Linked DNA regions of Mus musculus: all the other regions are linked to region 1. The links are chromatin contacts, called in public Hi-C, HiChIP or PLAC-seq and promoter capture Hi-C maps. All regions are on one chromosome and are shown on one strand. The core of a region is the stretch at or near the end of the contact, and the rest is flanking DNA. Distances in the headings are between cores, read along the strand shown. Region 1 holds the start of Inka2 (inka box actin regulator 2). Region 2 holds the start of Hipk1 (homeodomain interacting protein kinase 1). Region 3 holds the start of Alx3 (aristaless-like homeobox 3). Region 4 holds the start of Kcnc4 (potassium voltage gated channel, Shaw-related subfamily, member 4). Region 5 holds the start of Lrif1 (ligand dependent nuclear receptor interacting factor 1).

Region 1 (3,048 bases), core at 287-2,786:
CCAGGTCGTCTTGGTCAGGAGCATCAATGAAAGCACCTGCTATTCTACTTCTGCTTCCTCTCTCCACCCTACTACCACCAAAGCCTGCCTGTTACACATTGCCAGGCAGGCAGAGTGGAATCTCTGCAGCTAGGACTGGAAAGGTTATCTCTCGGGATCTTAAGAAGCCTGAGCTGGGCACTCTCTGAATCCAGATCTGCCTGGGTGACCTGACTGAATAGAAGAAAGAAGGAGCTAAGTGAGCCAGGAGGGCCTACTGCCATGGGAGATAAAAATGAAGGAGACATTGAGAGGTGGAGTGGGAGGTAGAAGCTAAGGCAGTCTAGATGGAGAAGGGACGGGCGGAGCTGAGAAAAGACGCACATTACCTACCTATCTGTCTGAATCCTGGTGGTAAAGGAAAACCAGAAGGGAGGGAGAAAGGGAGGGAAGGAGGGGAAGGAGGAGGGAGAGGGGAAAGAGGAGAGAGAAGAGAGACAAGAGGAGAGAGAGGCAAGAGAAAGAAATCAGAATTCACCTGGCTTCCCTAACACAGCCTTAACAGTCACTTATCCCTCTTCAGTGATTCATCCCCCCACTCCAGGGTAGCATACTCACCCTCAGCACCCCGAGGCCCCGCACACTCCCAGCGCACTCCCCAAGCCCAGACCTGACATCTGGCCGAGCCTCCACAACTCCCGCTCCGCGATCTGCCAGGCGGCACCCCTCCTCCCCCGTCATTACAGCTGCCACCCCCCTCCCTGCTGGCAGACAAGCCCGGGCAGACAGCCGGCCAAGCCTGCCCCCGCAGCCGCGCCAGCTCTGCCAAGCCCAGCAGAGCTGGGGGCCCCGGGCGGTGCCAGCTCCCCACGAGCGAGCGAGCAGTCCAGCCTGACCTCCTGCACAGGGCAGGGACCTGTCTGCGCGCTTCAGGAGCCCGGCACCCGACCACTGGCGCCCGATGCCTGTGCCTGTCATTCCTGCGACTCTGGACACTTGAGCCTTACTCCGTCCGTGTGCCTGTCCCCTCTGGGTGTGTCCTCCTTTCTCTTCAGTTGTTCTGTCACATTCAACTTATCTGGGTGCTCTGACTCCCTGTTACTTGTCCATATCTCATCAGAAATCTTTGCCAAAGTTTGTTACCTCTGAGCAACGTCCCTAGCCTCTACCTACCAGTTGGCATCCTCTCTCCTCTCCTCTCCTCTCCTCCCCTCTCCTCTCCGCTTCCGCCCGGTGCACGGAGCGCGGGGGGGGGGGGGGGGGGCAAGTCAGGTACCTAGGTCTGGGTGGAGCAGTCCTCCCTGTCCCCAGGCTCCTGCTCCGATCTTACCAGCTCCTGTTTGAGGCGACGCAGATAGCAGTCCATGTCCTTGCTCTCCTTTGTCATTCGCCCATTTGCTGGGCTCGGGCTCACGAGAAAGTAGGGTTCTCAGTGCGCTCCGCGCCCTTATCCGCGCTGAGCCGAGCCTCAGCTCCAGCGTGGGGACTTAGAGCGGCGTTCCCCGCTGCTGCCGCTCAATGCCCGGGATAGGGGCGGAGGAAAAGTGCAGCAGCCAATGAGAACTCAGAAGGGGTATCTTCGGCCAATGGGAAGAGCGGTCGGGGAGGGGGGGTGCTCGGGCCTGGCGACCCGAGAAAGTCTGTCACCGGCCTTGCAGACAGCAGCAACTACTGGGAGACTCGCAGAGGTCTTGATTAGGTTCTGGGTTCTGTGGGGCATGGAACTGGCAAAGCCCCCAGTCAAGTGCATTCATTGTCTATTATAAAGGAAGAACGCAGTTTTAGGATTGAGGACTAGGACTAGGCAGGAGGGTCACAGTGTTGAATCTTAACTCCTTTCAGAGAAGAAAACGCTCTCCTTTGCCTTCCCCTTAAATCCCTCAGAAGCCTTTTCTTTCTAAAGAGGGTCCTGGAAGTTCACGGCTCCATTTCATCTCCTCCGGGCCCACTCCTCTCTAGCGCTAGCGGAAGGAAGCGGCTTCCGCTAGGTCTCAGCTGGTGTGGCAGTCTATTGTGTTCAAGGTAGACCTGGTGATACTGAGTAAGAGAGACAAGGTCTCAGCCTTGCATAACTTTTATCGTGGAGGAGAAGGAACTATGAGACAAACAAGTAAATATGAGGATAGTCACTTCAGAGAGCGAATTTTAATGGAAGATTTAAAGATGGGGTGTTGGGAGCTGTTTCAATAGAGTTGGCAGGGAGTGGAGAAACAGGCCTTTCCCTTCCTAGAACTCCCTAATGCTGGCCTTCTTGAATAGGGGAGAAGAGGACTTGAGGACGCTCTGAGGATAGTTGACAGGCATTTCCCTGGTACCCATGCAGTAACTCCTAGGGGTGTAAGGGGTGGAGTTGGGGCACAGCGAAAGGGGTGCTTCTGCAGGCCAGTCCAACTCGATACTTCTAAAGCCGGCCTCCTGGCCACTTGCCTGACTTAAGTTACCCTCGGTGAGCAAACACCTCACCATTCGGCCTGCCAGAGTAATTAGTAACAATTTGCTTTGCTTTGTTTCAAGAAAATTAATAGGGGAAAGTTTGCCCCTGGCAAGATTTTGGTGGTCTGTGTGAGACAGAACCAAAAGGATGCAAGAGAAGCCGCGAAGGGAGAAAGCAGACACTGTGGACATTCATTTGATGCCAGCCAAGATCACTTCTTCAAAAACATTTAGGGGGTAGGTGAAGAACTTGGTGACTGTGACTATGCTCCTGGCCTATCTTCTCACTCCTCTTCAGAGTGATGTGCCAGTCAGAAAGTTAGGCTGGACGGTGTTGGTGCTGTTGAATCAGTTCAAGAAAGTAGTGGGTCAGAGCAGCATCCTCCACCATGACCCTCCTAGGAAACAGAGGTGGGTTCCCCACCCTGAAGCCCCACCCCTTTTACACAGTTATATCTTCACCCTGCAGAACAGCAGCCGGTTGTAAGGAGCTCTCGGTAAACATTTGCAGATCTGTGGTTTTCTCCATCCCTGAAACCTGGGCATGAACATCTTTGGAATTTAGGGTACTGGCTGTGGTTGAACTGCCAGGAGAGGCAAGCAGTCTGAGCTCTTGACAAAAATGTAGCACTGTGG
Region 2 (3,048 bases), core at 358-2,857, 1.9 Mb after region 1:
CTTGTTTGTTAAGCAGATCTGTTTAACACCAGGCCTTTTTCTTGGCTATCTAAGCAGGCATGTTCATTCATTCTGTGTCTTGGTATTTCCAGGGCCAGCCCAACATGAGGACTTTATGTTCTCTAAACACTCAAGAAAGGAAGTTTCTGTGAAAATATGCAAGGGAATCTGTCCTGTGGGATTGAACATTTTGCTAACCCTGGCTCTCCAGGGAAATGAACTTCCTCCCCATTCCCAATGTTAAGAGGAGAAACTCAAACGACTTTCCTTAAAAGGTATGATAGGATAGCCTAGAAAACATTTTGTTAGGTGAAGATCCAAAGAAATCATGGATGTATGAGTGAGGACTGAAAAATATAACTGATAGAAAGGCCTCTCCTAGACCTGCTCTCTGCTCACAGGACACAGGTAAAAATCTATGGTGGTGGATAGTCAGTTAGGGGTTCAGACTGTTCTTGTAAGAAAGAACACATTTTCCATCTCCTCCTCTTTCTTTTTTTTTTTTTTTTTTTTTTTTGGTTTTCAGAGACAGGGTTTCTCTGTGTAGCCCTGGCTGTCCTGGAACTCACTCTGTAGACCAGGCTGGCCTCGAACTCAGAAATCCCGCCTGTCTCTGCCTCCCAAGTGCTGGGATTAAAGGCGTGCGCCACCACTGCCCGGCACTCCTCTTTCTTTTAGGTAGGGCCTCTCTATGTAGATCAAGTTGACAAACTCACAAGAGATCCATCTGCCTCTCCTTCCAGAATCTTGGGTTTAAAGGCATGAATCCTGGGTTTAAAGGCACGTACCATCCTACCTTACTCTTATAAATACTCGACTCCAAGAAATGTTTCTCATTTTAAGAACCAACATTTTACAGCGCGGAAGGCATATCAAGTCCCACAGAATCTCTTGAGGCTGAGTTGGCAACTGTCTACTAAGATAACCTAGTTTTCAGGGTCATTTTTCTTAAACATTATGCCAGGTCCACTTTCCGGAATCCACCGCCTTTCTACCCTTCGTGGAGGTAAGACAATTTTTGTTTACTGCATGCATGGAGGAGCTGAGTTCGGATATTTTATTTCCTAACAGATTCTACGGTGGGAGCGCTTCAGCACAGGGAGGCATCTAAATCCCTTATGCTGCCCTGAAATCGACATGGCAGCAAACAATTTAAGTAAAAACTGAGAATTCTAAACCCTCAGAGTCATCCCCAGGTAGTCAATGTCTCCCTGCGCTGCCCAATCGCTGGGATGTGATTGGGATGTTGGGGGAAAATCACACTGGTTTGGGGTGATGTCACACTAGCTGAGATGACATCTAACTGTAAGAAACCCGACCGCCACCAAACGCCGGTTAAACGACCTCGGAGACTGCTGTGCGGAGAGGACTGGGAAACCGGTCCCCACACACTGTCCACGCTGGCTCCCCACGGAGGCCCACCCACACCCGCGGCCCGGGGCAAGATGCAGTGATCTCAGCCCTCCCGCTCCTCCGCACTTCCGCCTCAGTAGGTGTCATGGCGCTAGGTGGCTGAATGGTTCCGGCGAGGCGGGGCCGGCGGGATGGAGGCGGTCGCTCGGGGCTCCACTTGTCGGGTCTGGTGACAACGGCGGCTGCGGAGCGAAGGGCCGGGCCGTGGCCCCGGACCGCAGGGGAGGCCGAGGCGGGAGCGCTCGGCGCTGAGGCGGCGGCGGCGGGAAGGGGCCGGGTGGCAGGGCAGGCGGGAGGCTGGCGAGGCTCCGGCCGCAGGACGGGCGCGGGGACGGCTCCGGGGGGCGGGGGCCGGGGCCGGGGCCGGCTCGTGCGGGGGGTATGATGACCCGGCTGCGGGGCCCCGGATCGCCTCTCCTCCGCCGCCTCCTCGCGGCGGCCCCGACTCGAGGCTGAGAACTACACACACCGGCGGTGAGTCAGGCTCGGCGAGGGGCTGGGGTCGTGGACTTTGGGAGTCGGCGCCCCGAGGTGGGACGGAGCGAGCCGCAGACTCCCTTGGGTAGCCGGCTTGCTTGGGGTGCCTCTCTCGCCAGGCCCCGCGCGGCCCTAGGCGCCTGGTCGCGAGCGGCCAGGCGCGACTGCGTGCCGGAGAAAATGGGCAGCTCCCCCTGCCTCCTGCCTTTCCCTCCAGATCGTGTTGTCCTCAGGTGACAGGGGTCCGTCTGGCATCTCCCCACCGTACAGATCTCCACCCCAACCGCGGACTGCGGTGGCAGGTTCTTGTGCTTGTGCGTGTGCATGTCACCCCACTCCCTGTAGCTGTAGTTTGGGCGTATTGGTGCCTTTGGGGACCGGGAAACCGCATCTAGAGTAAATCGTGGTGGTCGGGCTGGTATGGAAGCTTTTCTGTTCTCTTGGTTCATGTTCTGTAGTCTTTGAGTATGTAATTTGTGATGGTGGTAACGCTGTGTGGGGACCAGCCCACCTATATGTTTATCTCTGCAAGGCAAAGCTAGAGGTCTAAACTTTTGCAGTCCGTCGTCGCCTTTAAAGCCAAGAACAACAAAATCCAAAACATTAAAAGATGGAAACAACCAAAAGCCTTTGGGTAGGACCCACACTATAAACAGCTCTGTAGGGCAGCGTCCCCCTTTTGTGCTTGGCAACCGAGACCTAAAAACTTGGTCTCTAGGAGCGTTGGTCTAACCTCCAGTTTGTTGTGGTGACGAACCGTGAGCAATGGCCTGTGTGTTTATGCTGGGCGCGTTTTCTTTCCTGTTTGGGAATGGGTACTGGAACGGGAAGCCGGAGAGGGGGTGGGGGCAAGCTCCAGTAAGTGAATCTTTTCTCTACATAACCAGTGACTCAGTTGTGGATACTCATAAGATGCGCATTCTTGTCTCTTTGGTGACACTTTGAGAATTCTCAGTAGTGTAGTGCAGCCACAAACAAGAGTTTCAAATGTAGACTCCGTTGCCCCAGTCCGCTCTTTATCTTGTTTCCTAGTAACTGATGAAAACAGCAGCATGGCTTCCTGCTGTAGACGGAGTGGGGTTAAATTAAGTGGCGGATGGCCTCAGCAAAACCTACAATTTTGCTCTTGTTTGTGTAAAGCTATTTTTGATTCATGGT
Region 3 (3,048 bases), core at 304-2,803, 1.9 Mb before region 1:
AAGCTCCGCGGACTTGCTCATTTCCTCCGATGACCCCAACACACCTCCCGGGCCTCCCCTGCACACTCCCGCCACCCGGACGGGACGAAGCCAGGAGCTGCTCGCTGCCCAGCCTCTCTGAGGAGGCCCGCGAGGAGCAGGCGATTGCCGCATTGGCGGATCTCCCGGGATCTAGTTTTGGGTCTAGGCTACGAAATGTGGCTGCATACGAGGGGTGGGCGTGGGTGCTGAGCCACTCGTGGGTCAGCGAGTACAGTGGGCGGCAAAAGAGTCTTGGCAGGCCCTGCCACTCAGGCGCATTCTCAGATAATGGTACGGTCCGACCCGCCTTAGCACACAGGGCACGGTCCCCGGAGTGGGATGCGCCCTGGGATTTAGGATAGTTCGGGACCGCTTCCGACGGCTCAGCGGTGATGATTCGGTGCCGAGATGCCAACTGCAAGAAGGGTAGCCATCCCCGTGGCGACGGGGAGGCCAAGTTAATCTGAGAAACAAGAACATAGTTATTTGATCTTGAAGACAGTCCCAGTTCTGAGGGGGAGCAGCCACCGCCACTCTGCGGAGCGACTTAACGGCATCAGAAAACCTTTTCCTGCAGAGGCTGGGCCCGAGGATGAGAGCTGGGTAAGTCCAGGACACAGCCTTTCCCTCGCTGAGTCCAGTTTGGCCACTAAGTCGAGGCCCAGCCTCTACGCCCTCAGCGGGCGCCATGCACAAAAGCAGAACTCTTCTCTCCCAGCTTTGGGGCCCAGTTAGGCTCCGGGGCCCTCCACCCAGTCCCCTCTTCTGGGTCGGTGGCAGAGAGGCTCGGCTCCGGATGAGCGCGATCTCTCCTCCCAGGTTCAATCACCTTGGGGGTCGGAATGGGCCCAAGATCGTCCCTACTCCACCCTCCTTTGACCTCCCGCCTCCCATTGCCTCTGCCGGCCGGGGACACAGGCGATTCTGCGGTCCCCAATGCCCTGGCCTTGTCCGGCCAGGCCAGCAGCGATCTAGCGAGGGAATCGTGGAAAATGCGAGACGTACCCAAAGTTAAGAAGCAAGAAAGCGGGAGAGTCGGGGAGACCAGGAAGGGCTGGGGATAAGAACGACATGGGGTTCCACCACCACCCCCGACCCCCGGCGTGTTACCTTCCGCGGAGCCCTCGTAGAAGTGGCCGCCGTTGAGCACCGGGCCTGGCCCGAGGTCCTGCAGGTACTTGGCGGGCGGCTTGGCGGGCTCTGGGAGGTAGGGTTCCAGGGGCCCACAGGCCGGGAAGCGGCTCAGGCGCGGACCGCGGGGTGGCGCGGGGTGCAGGTGAGGCGCAGCATCGGGAGTCCCCTGGGGACCCGGAGCCTCGTCCCCCGCGGCCGCGTAAGGACCGGCCGCCGGCCCCACGGAGAAAGGCGCGCAGCGCTCGGGGTCCATGCCGGCTCGGGCTCACAGGCCGCCGGAGCTCCGGGGCTCCCGCTAACCCGCGCGGCCTGTGAGCCAAGGGGGAGGGACCTGGGCTCGGGGGCGCGGAGCCCCCGGGAGCGGCGCGCGCCGCGGGGGGTGGGGGGCAGGAGAGGGGGCCGCGCCTCTGACTTAATGCTGGAACCATCCACGTCACGTGCGGCCCCGTGCGGGTTAACCCCTCGGAGCCCAGGAACACCCCCACCCCACCCCATTCACCCCGAGTCTGGTATCACAAGCAGTTGGAAGAGAAGAGAGGGAAGCTGCTTCCTTTCGAGGGCAGGATCCCTTTTGTCTAGCAGTCGGGTGAGTCCTTGGCTCTGAGCTGCACCCTCAAGTCCTGATATCCATCTTAGTGGCTCTTGGCCCTGGGGAGGTGAAACGGTGAGGGCAGACATCCTCCCCACCCCCGCACCCTCCCCCATCCCTCCTCCAACATTCTCTTTGAGGCCTGATCTGACATCAGTCTGAGAAGAGAGGCCTCTACTGTGGTAGAGTTTCCCCTTCACCTTGCTCGGTTTATTTTTGCTGGTAGCTGGAAAAAAGCAAGGGCATCTCCCTTAGACACTTGTTTTGCCTGGACATCCTAGAGACTGGATGCTGTGGAAACAGCAGGGGGCTTGGGAGCTTGGGCCTCAATACTGTCATTGATTATCTGTGATTTGAACCTCTCACTTAGCGTTTTCAGCTGACTGTGGTCCATCTACATTTGGTGGTGAGTTCCAAAGCCCAGGCAGGCCAAAACAGACAGAGAGATCTCTAGGTTTCACAGTGGTCTGCCCAGGTAGCTTTTTGGGTCAGCTATGGAAGAGCAGAAGGGTCATTGTCCTTCTGAGCAGCATAAACTGAATGTCACTCAGATCCACTGCAAATTAACTGCTTCAGGCTTGCTATTTTAGACATAGCGAGGGTAGGATTGCATCTCCCAAAGGTGAGTCTCCTCGACCCAAAGGAAGCCTAGGATTAGGGTATAGCTTAGCCTTTCTGAAACTGAATAATCCTTACTGTGCCTAAGATCTGGGAAGAAATACCAGAGGTCCTTTGGACCCGAGCTTAAAGATCCCTTAGGTCCGGGTTAAAACATTTATATTTTTAGGACCCCTGGAGATTAGCGAGAGGGGCAGGGAGTCAAACATCATTTGTATTCTATTTGAATTCTCATTTTTAAAAGGAATCTAAGAGGCCTGGTGTGAACACCTCCCTCTTCCGTTGGAGGCTTAGAGGAGGTTTCTTGGCTGTCCTCAGCCAGAGTTGGGCTGTAAATCAAGGCCAAACAGGAACCAGAAGCCTTGCATCTCACAAGGAGTCATTAAGCCATTATTAAACATACCGTAACTTTTCTGAAGCCTTATTGGCTTAAACACCACATTGGAGGCATTATGGCCATTAGGGCCCCTAATCACAGACTGCAGGCTAGGCAGAGATGGGAGCACCTGGGGCTGATATTTCCAGCTAGAGAAGCCTGGCTTAAAATGAGGTTTTCCCCTCTGCCTCTACCAGAGGGGAGTCCACTGGCTCTCAGCTGTGGACACTGCTGAACTGATTATTAATAAAAGGTTTTCCATAATTGTCAATGAGGTAGTGTTGACTGTCTAGAAGGTTGTATCATTTCA
Region 4 (3,048 bases), core at 261-2,760, 1.8 Mb before region 1:
GGAGCGCTCAGGTGTCACCAAGGGCTGCAGTGGGTGGAGCTGAGGGCTACGGAGAGGCGGGGAGTGGGGCCGAGAGGGGATGGAAGCGGAGGCGCGCAGGGGCGGCGCGCGACGCTGGGCACTGGCTGCTAGCGGGTTACGCGCCTCCGCTGGGCTGGGATGCGCGGATGAAGGCTGAGCTCTGCTGCCCGAGCTCCGCAACGCCCCAGGTCGGCCTTGCGCCTCGCAGCGCCGCGCCCACCCCGCCCCGCGGAGGGTGCGCCCTGGTCAGGCGAGGCCGAGAGGAAAAGGCGCCACTTGGAGCGTCGCATCCTCTGTCATCGCGGGAGGGAGTCGCAGAGCCCTTTGAGCCCCATTCCTCTGGCGCCCAGGCGCTCCCTTCCCTAGACCACCTCGCGCCCGCCCCTAGCAGGGAGCCAAGGCCGGCGCCCCGCCCGGAGATGGGCAGACGCGCAGATGGCGCGGCTCCCGGCGGCGCCAGATCTCAGGAACCCGGCGCCGGGGCGCTGCGCTGAGGCTCCCTCTTGGCGCGGCCCAGGAAGCCTGCAGGTGTCCTTGGCCATTCGGCCACCGCCCGGGACACTCCGCCAGCACCCGGTGCCTGGCTCTTCAGAGCAGCCCCGCCCTCCAGGCTCTGCGCCGCGCAGGACGCCCCGTCTGAACCCCCCCTCGTCCCGGCGCGGCCCCCGCAGCGCTGCATCCAGCCCGGCGCAGCTCCCGGCCACGGACGCAGGACCCAGGCTCGCTGCTGCGGGCGCGCTTGTTTTCCTGCCGCCTGGTCCTGAGCAACCCCCACCCGCTGGTCCGTCTCGCTCGACTCAACCCCGCCCGCCATCGGTGCTCCGCGCTGGATTTATGAATGGGGGGAACGGGCCACATGCCCGCCACCGCCGCCTCGAGTTGACCGCACACTGCCCGGCCCCGCAGAGCTCTGGCTACCGTAGGAGCATCCGCCCGGCCCCGGTAGCCGCTCCGAGGACTTGTTGCTGTTACGCTGCTGCCTCCGCCGCTGCCGCCGCCCGGAGAAACCCTGCCGCCTTCGGGCTCGCCGCGTTCTAGGAGCCAAAGGGTGGCCCGTGTGAGTGTGAGCGCGCGCGCCGCGGACCCTCGCAGTGCTCTGGGACTGTGCGCTTCTCTGCCTTTCTGGGGTCGGGGGGGCGTGTCCCCGGCCCAGAGCATCCTTGTGCTTGCCCCTACCTCCTGGGACCCCGGACCCTTTGGTTTGAGTCCTCGACCCAGGTCTTCACCTCCTGCCTCCACTAGGTTCTGCCTGCCTAAATCCCAACCACCTGTGCACCACAGAAAGCCAACTCTTCCTGCTCCGCGCCCCGGGGGGGTTGGGGGGGAGGCAGGGGCAGAGCCACTCCGCAGAAGGGGCCGCTACCACCTCCTGCCTCCTCCTCCTCCTCCACCTCCTCCTTGTCGTCTCCTCCCCCTCCCCGTTCTGACGCTGCCTCCTTGGGAAGGGTGTTTGGAGGGCAGCGGCCGCCCCAAGCCGGAGCCCCGCAGCGCTTCTTATGATCAGCTCGGTGTGTGTCTCCTCCTACCGCGGGCGCAAGTCGGGGAACAAGCCTCCGTCCAAAACATGTCTGAAGGAGGAGATGGCCAAGGGCGAGGCGTCGGAGAAGATCATCATCAACGTGGGCGGCACGCGACATGAGACCTACCGCAGCACCCTGCGCACCCTACCGGGCACCCGCCTTGCCTGGTTGGCGGATCCCGACGGCGGGGGTCGGCCAGAGTCGGATGGCGGCGGTGCAGGCAGCAGCGGCAGCAGCGGCGGCGGCGGCGGCGGCGGGGGCTGTGAGTTCTTCTTTGATCGGCACCCGGGTGTTTTTGCCTATGTGCTCAACTACTACCGTACGGGCAAGCTGCATTGCCCCGCAGACGTCTGTGGGCCTCTCTTTGAGGAAGAGCTCACCTTCTGGGGTATCGATGAAACAGATGTGGAACCCTGCTGCTGGATGACCTACCGGCAGCACCGCGATGCTGAGGAGGCACTGGACATCTTCGAGAGCCCGGACGGGGGCGGGGGTGGCGCAGGGCCAGGCGACGAGGCTGGCGACGATGAGCGGGAGTTGGCCTTGCAGCGCCTGGGCCCCCATGAAGGAGGCTCTGGCCCTGGTGCTGGGTCCGGAGGGTGCCGTGGCTGGCAGCCCCGAATGTGGGCGCTCTTCGAGGATCCCTACTCATCCCGGGCGGCCAGGGTGAGTGGCAGAAGCCAGGATCTCCCCATCTCCGTGCCCAAGGGTTTCTTGGTGTTAGTGTTGGTAGGTCAGATGGGGAGGGGGTTGGAAGGAGACTGACGTACCTGGCAGACGATAACTACCTGCCTCCTAACACCCACCCTCCTTGGTCTCCTGCATGCTCCATCAGGAAATTGCACACACTTAACTTACTACTTGGACCTGATCCGAGCTGTCTGCTCTGGCACATGCCCCTCAGTGAGTGGCAAGCCTTCAACTTGAGCATTTCTCACTCCTTTTTGATCAGCACAATTGCCCTCCACAGGACCACAAAGTCCTGGAGAGCTTAAACTTGGCCTTTTTCAGGGGTGAGGCCGGATCAAGAGAAGGAACCGTGGATTATGTAGGACACTTAACCTGTTTCTATCCTGCCAGCAGCTCTGTATGCAGGCGCCTATGGATTTCAGAAAAGGGGGGGGGGGCATAGTTTCTAGAATACCTGTCTCATAAAGGACAGAGATTCCCCAGAACACAGGCCCCCTCTCCTGAGAGAGGGCATTTTCTCCTAGGAGCAGGCCATGTCCCAAGGCTTTCTGTACCTCAGTCACAGCCTGGCTGCTGCTGACAGGAGAGAGAAGTAGACAGGAAAAGCCTCCCACTTTAGGATCCCAGGACAGTGGCCGGCCACAAGCTTCCTGGTGATGATACCAGATTTGTCACTGCTCTTTTGTTTCTGCTGCAGCACAAAGTGGCTTCCCAGAAAGCCCTGGTTCAGGTTACACTGGAGATGAACGTGTGCAGAGCAGGGGAAACAGGTTGATTTAGACAAGACCTAGTGTGTGTCCTGAAGGTAGGAGGGGGC
Region 5 (3,048 bases), core at 292-2,791, 1.0 Mb before region 1:
AACCTAGAAACAGGACACAAATTCATGTTCTTAAACTTGGAGCAAATATTTAAATAATCCTTTCTTTCTTAAATTATTTCTTTTCTGTTGTTATCAAAATATTCCCTGATACCATTATTTTTATTAGAAAGTGAAACATTAGTCTCATAAATGGTAACAAACAAAGCTGCAATAAACACCAGGTAGATTTTCTTTTTTCAACCACAATCCCCTTTCATCAGTTTTGCTCTTAGATTTTATGTTGTTCATTTACCTTCTACAGACTTACTAATCTTTGCTTCTCAACAAGCACTCATTAACTCTGGAAAGCATAAATTAAAGAATTGTTCCTTAAGGAATATTCTGTTGTTCCTGCTTTTATTTCATCTGGATTAACACAAAATTAAAAGAAAAATGTTACTGGTGATACATTTCCAAACCAAAGACTGTCAGAACCCTTTGTAATCCTAACACGAGGTAAACCCAGGCTGTATTGTGGACAGTCCTGGCTATAGTGAGTTTCCTACCTAACCAGAGCCATACAGTGTTCCAACTGTTCCTTTGTAGAGACAACCAATGAGATGCACCCCTTTTAGACCCGTTTCAAATGTGTTACCTGGAAAAACACATTTCAAGTTTTTACTTTTCTCCATATTAGTTGAAATTTTCAAATACTAAAGTCCCTTGTTCTAGAACACATTTTCTAAGTACATTAAAATGGGACTATTTTCACTTGAAGTTACAGCGCCGCGGGGCTGCACTTGCTAATCCACGATGGGTGTTTTGGTAAGTGTTTGAGATTCTTGGAGCATCGCCAAGTTGGTTTTACTTCCGTGGGTATCTACTTGTTCCGCCTATGAAATTCGAGCGGGTGGCGTAGGGCGCGCTGGGGGCCAGGAGATGGTAGCTGCGTTGTAATCGCGGGCTGCTTTACATTTTGGAGAGGACTGGGAGCCAAGGGCTCTGCACTGGTGTGCAGTGGGTGCGGTGTAAGGAGGTGTGCTGTGATGGCGCTGTGCTCCCACATCCCCGCAGCTAGCACCCGGTGCGCGCGGCTGAACGTCAGCTGACGCGGCCATGACAACCTAAGTCACAGGGTGTGGGCGGGCGCCTGAAGAACTGGGAACTGGTACTTACCAGCGCGAGCCTGACTTTTCCTCTGCGGTTTTCAGAATGACGCTCTGGAGACTATTAGACATTTTAGATGGGTGGGAGGGGATAGGGCAGTGAATACTGGGGGGACAGCGTCCCCAAGTAGGCGCGAACCAGAGCACGGGTGTGGAAGGGCAGCGTCTGAGGCGAGCGAACAGAAGGGTGTGACGGGAGATAGTTGAGAGGGCGGCTCCCCCAGCTTCCGTGGGAAGTGGCTGTAGAAGCCGGAAGACTCCTACCTCAGGCAAGCTCACAGTTTTCCGGCGAGTCTCTTCTGGCTACGTGACGCATCACAGCCAGTCAGAGAGGACGTGGGGGGCGTGGCATCAATAGCACCACCCACGACAGGGCCTGATCGGAGTCTGCGCCCACTAAAACCGAGCTCCTAGAGCCAGGGATCCTAGGCATACAGCTACGTCACATATGGTTACCAAGGCGAATGGATCGCCATGGCCCCGCCCTTATGACGTGGTCCAATCGACAGCGAAGGTTGAGGTCTCTTCTTCCGGATCAAAGGAGGAACTAAAAGAGAAAGTGCTTTCACTGCCTACATGAAATGAAATACTTCCGGTGTCAGGCTTAAATTGTCTGCACTTGTACATGCGCTTTTGCAAGCCAATGTAATAATGTCCTCCTTAGCAGTTTTATTCAGTAGACACAGATAGGCATTTGGTAGTTGCCATAAATTGTTGAAAACCTTTATCTCCCTTCTCATGGCTAGAAGTGATTATTTTTTTCTGTTTCTTGAAGTTTTGCTCTACATTAATCGATTAACCATTTTCTCCATTCCCACACTAACACCTCAGTTAAAACTGTATCTTACTGTCATGTATTCAATTCTTTGAGTGTCTGTGCATTAAATCCCCTGTATAAACTTTTTGAAACTCTTAATTTCCAGAAACCAGCTCTAAGAATTCTCTAGAGTCCTGCAGTTAATGACTATTTGAGAATTGGGATCATACTGTTTAATGGGTAGGAGGAATTATAGTTTAATTAGGTGTGGAATATTATGAAAGTGTTTTCAAAGATAAAATTTTATTTGACATAGGCAATCTTGTATGCTGCAGTGTTCAAATTCAGGACACTGATAAGGTAGACAATTTGAAGGTTTATATGGTTATTTAAAAATGGAATTACCAGGCTTAGTGACACACATATGCAATTCTAGCGCTTGGAAAGTACAAGCAAGACGATAGGGGCTTTAAGATCACCCTTGGCTACTTAGTAGAAGGCCATCAAGAACTACATGAAATCTAGTCTCACAAAAAGGGAAGAAGAAAGGTTTACTCATACCCCTAACTGCTAAACGTTAAAGATTTTTAAGAACTTCAGGTTTTGATATGTCAAGAGAAAGTATCATTTTCCTATTTTTGTATAGCACATTTATTTGACAATAAAGTACCCTGTTCTCATACTAAAGACATCAGGAAAGATAGGCAGACCTTAATGCTTTCAAGCTTTATGGCATCTTTTGTCTATGTAATCAAAGTTACTAGGAAAAAACAACAATGACAACAACAACTAAAACAAACAAACAAAAAAATCAAATGCGTTTTGCTACACATTGCTGTGCACACCTTTTATTCCAGAACTCAGGAAGAGGCAGGTGGGTCTCTGAATTTGAGGTCAGCCTAGTCACCAAAGTGAGTTTCAGGTTAGCCAGGGTTATACAGTGAGAACCCTCTCTAAGAGTTTGTGTGTGTCTAAGTGTGTGTGTGTGTTGTGTGTGGGGGGGGGGGGTACGGCACTTGGGAGGCTGCCTACCTTGTTTGCTATCTTATCAATTGCCATTTATTGATTATATTTTCCAGTCGGGCTTTTCTTATTCATCTGGGTTAAAGCTTCAAGACTAATTATCACAGGTTGTGCTATCCAGATGTTGGGAGGACAAGAAGTTTATTAGATTATCAGTTTCAG

Evidence for each region. Promoter capture Hi-C pulls out the DNA fragments that hold promoters and counts their contacts. A called contact is a pair of places that touch in the nucleus more often than the background predicts. HiChIP or PLAC-seq counts read pairs in DNA pulled down with a chosen protein or histone mark.
Region 2: a contact with region 1 is called in a Hi-C map of B cells, with 5 read pairs. The contact joins the promoter of Hipk1 here to the promoter of Inka2 in region 1. A contact is called at or near these places in 1 of 39 promoter capture datasets (pre-B cells) and 1 of 484 Hi-C or Micro-C datasets (B cells).
Region 3: an H3K4me3 HiChIP or PLAC-seq map of embryonic stem cells shows a contact between it and region 1, with 6 times the contacts expected there. The contact joins the promoter of Alx3 here to the promoter of Inka2 in region 1. A contact is called at or near these places in 1 of 39 promoter capture datasets (liver) and 2 of 115 datasets of contacts at active chromatin or transcription factors (both in embryonic stem cells).
Region 4: an H3K27ac HiChIP or PLAC-seq map of embryonic stem cells shows a contact between it and region 1, with 7 times the contacts expected there. The contact joins the promoter of Kcnc4 here to the promoter of Inka2 in region 1. A contact is called at or near these places in 3 of 39 promoter capture datasets (hippocampal neurons, liver and pre-B cells) and 1 of 115 datasets of contacts at active chromatin or transcription factors (embryonic stem cells).
Region 5: a contact with region 1 is called in a promoter capture Hi-C map of liver, with 2.7 times the contacts expected there. The contact joins the promoter of Lrif1 here to the promoter of Inka2 in region 1. A contact is called at or near these places in 3 of 39 promoter capture datasets (the C10 cell line, liver and pre-B cells) and 1 of 115 datasets of contacts at active chromatin or transcription factors (double positive thymocytes).

Annotation. Positions count from the first base shown.
Region 1 is chr3:105,703,087-105,706,134 of GRCm38.p6, reverse strand. Inka2 (inka box actin regulator 2) reads right to left here and starts at 1,536. Exons shown (of 2, transcript NM_175398.4): 1 at 1,310-1,536. The coding sequence starts at 1,366.
Region 2 is chr3:103,789,834-103,792,881 of GRCm38.p6, reverse strand. Hipk1 (homeodomain interacting protein kinase 1) reads left to right here and starts at 1,607. Exons shown (of 16, transcript NM_010432.2): 1 at 1,607-1,887.
Region 3 is chr3:107,593,536-107,596,583 of GRCm38.p6, reverse strand. Alx3 (aristaless-like homeobox 3) reads right to left here and starts at 1,553. Exons shown (of 4, transcript NM_007441.3): 1 at 1,132-1,553. The coding sequence starts at 1,408.
Region 4 is chr3:107,457,360-107,460,407 of GRCm38.p6, reverse strand. Kcnc4 (potassium voltage gated channel, Shaw-related subfamily, member 4) reads left to right here and starts at 1,510. Exons shown (of 4, transcript NM_145922.3): 1 at 1,510-2,207. The coding sequence starts at 1,518.
Region 5 is chr3:106,720,175-106,723,222 of GRCm38.p6, reverse strand. It overlaps Lrif1 (ligand dependent nuclear receptor interacting factor 1), which reads right to left and starts at 1,541. Exons shown (of 4, transcript NM_001039488.1): 1 at 1,117-1,541. The coding sequence starts at 1,178.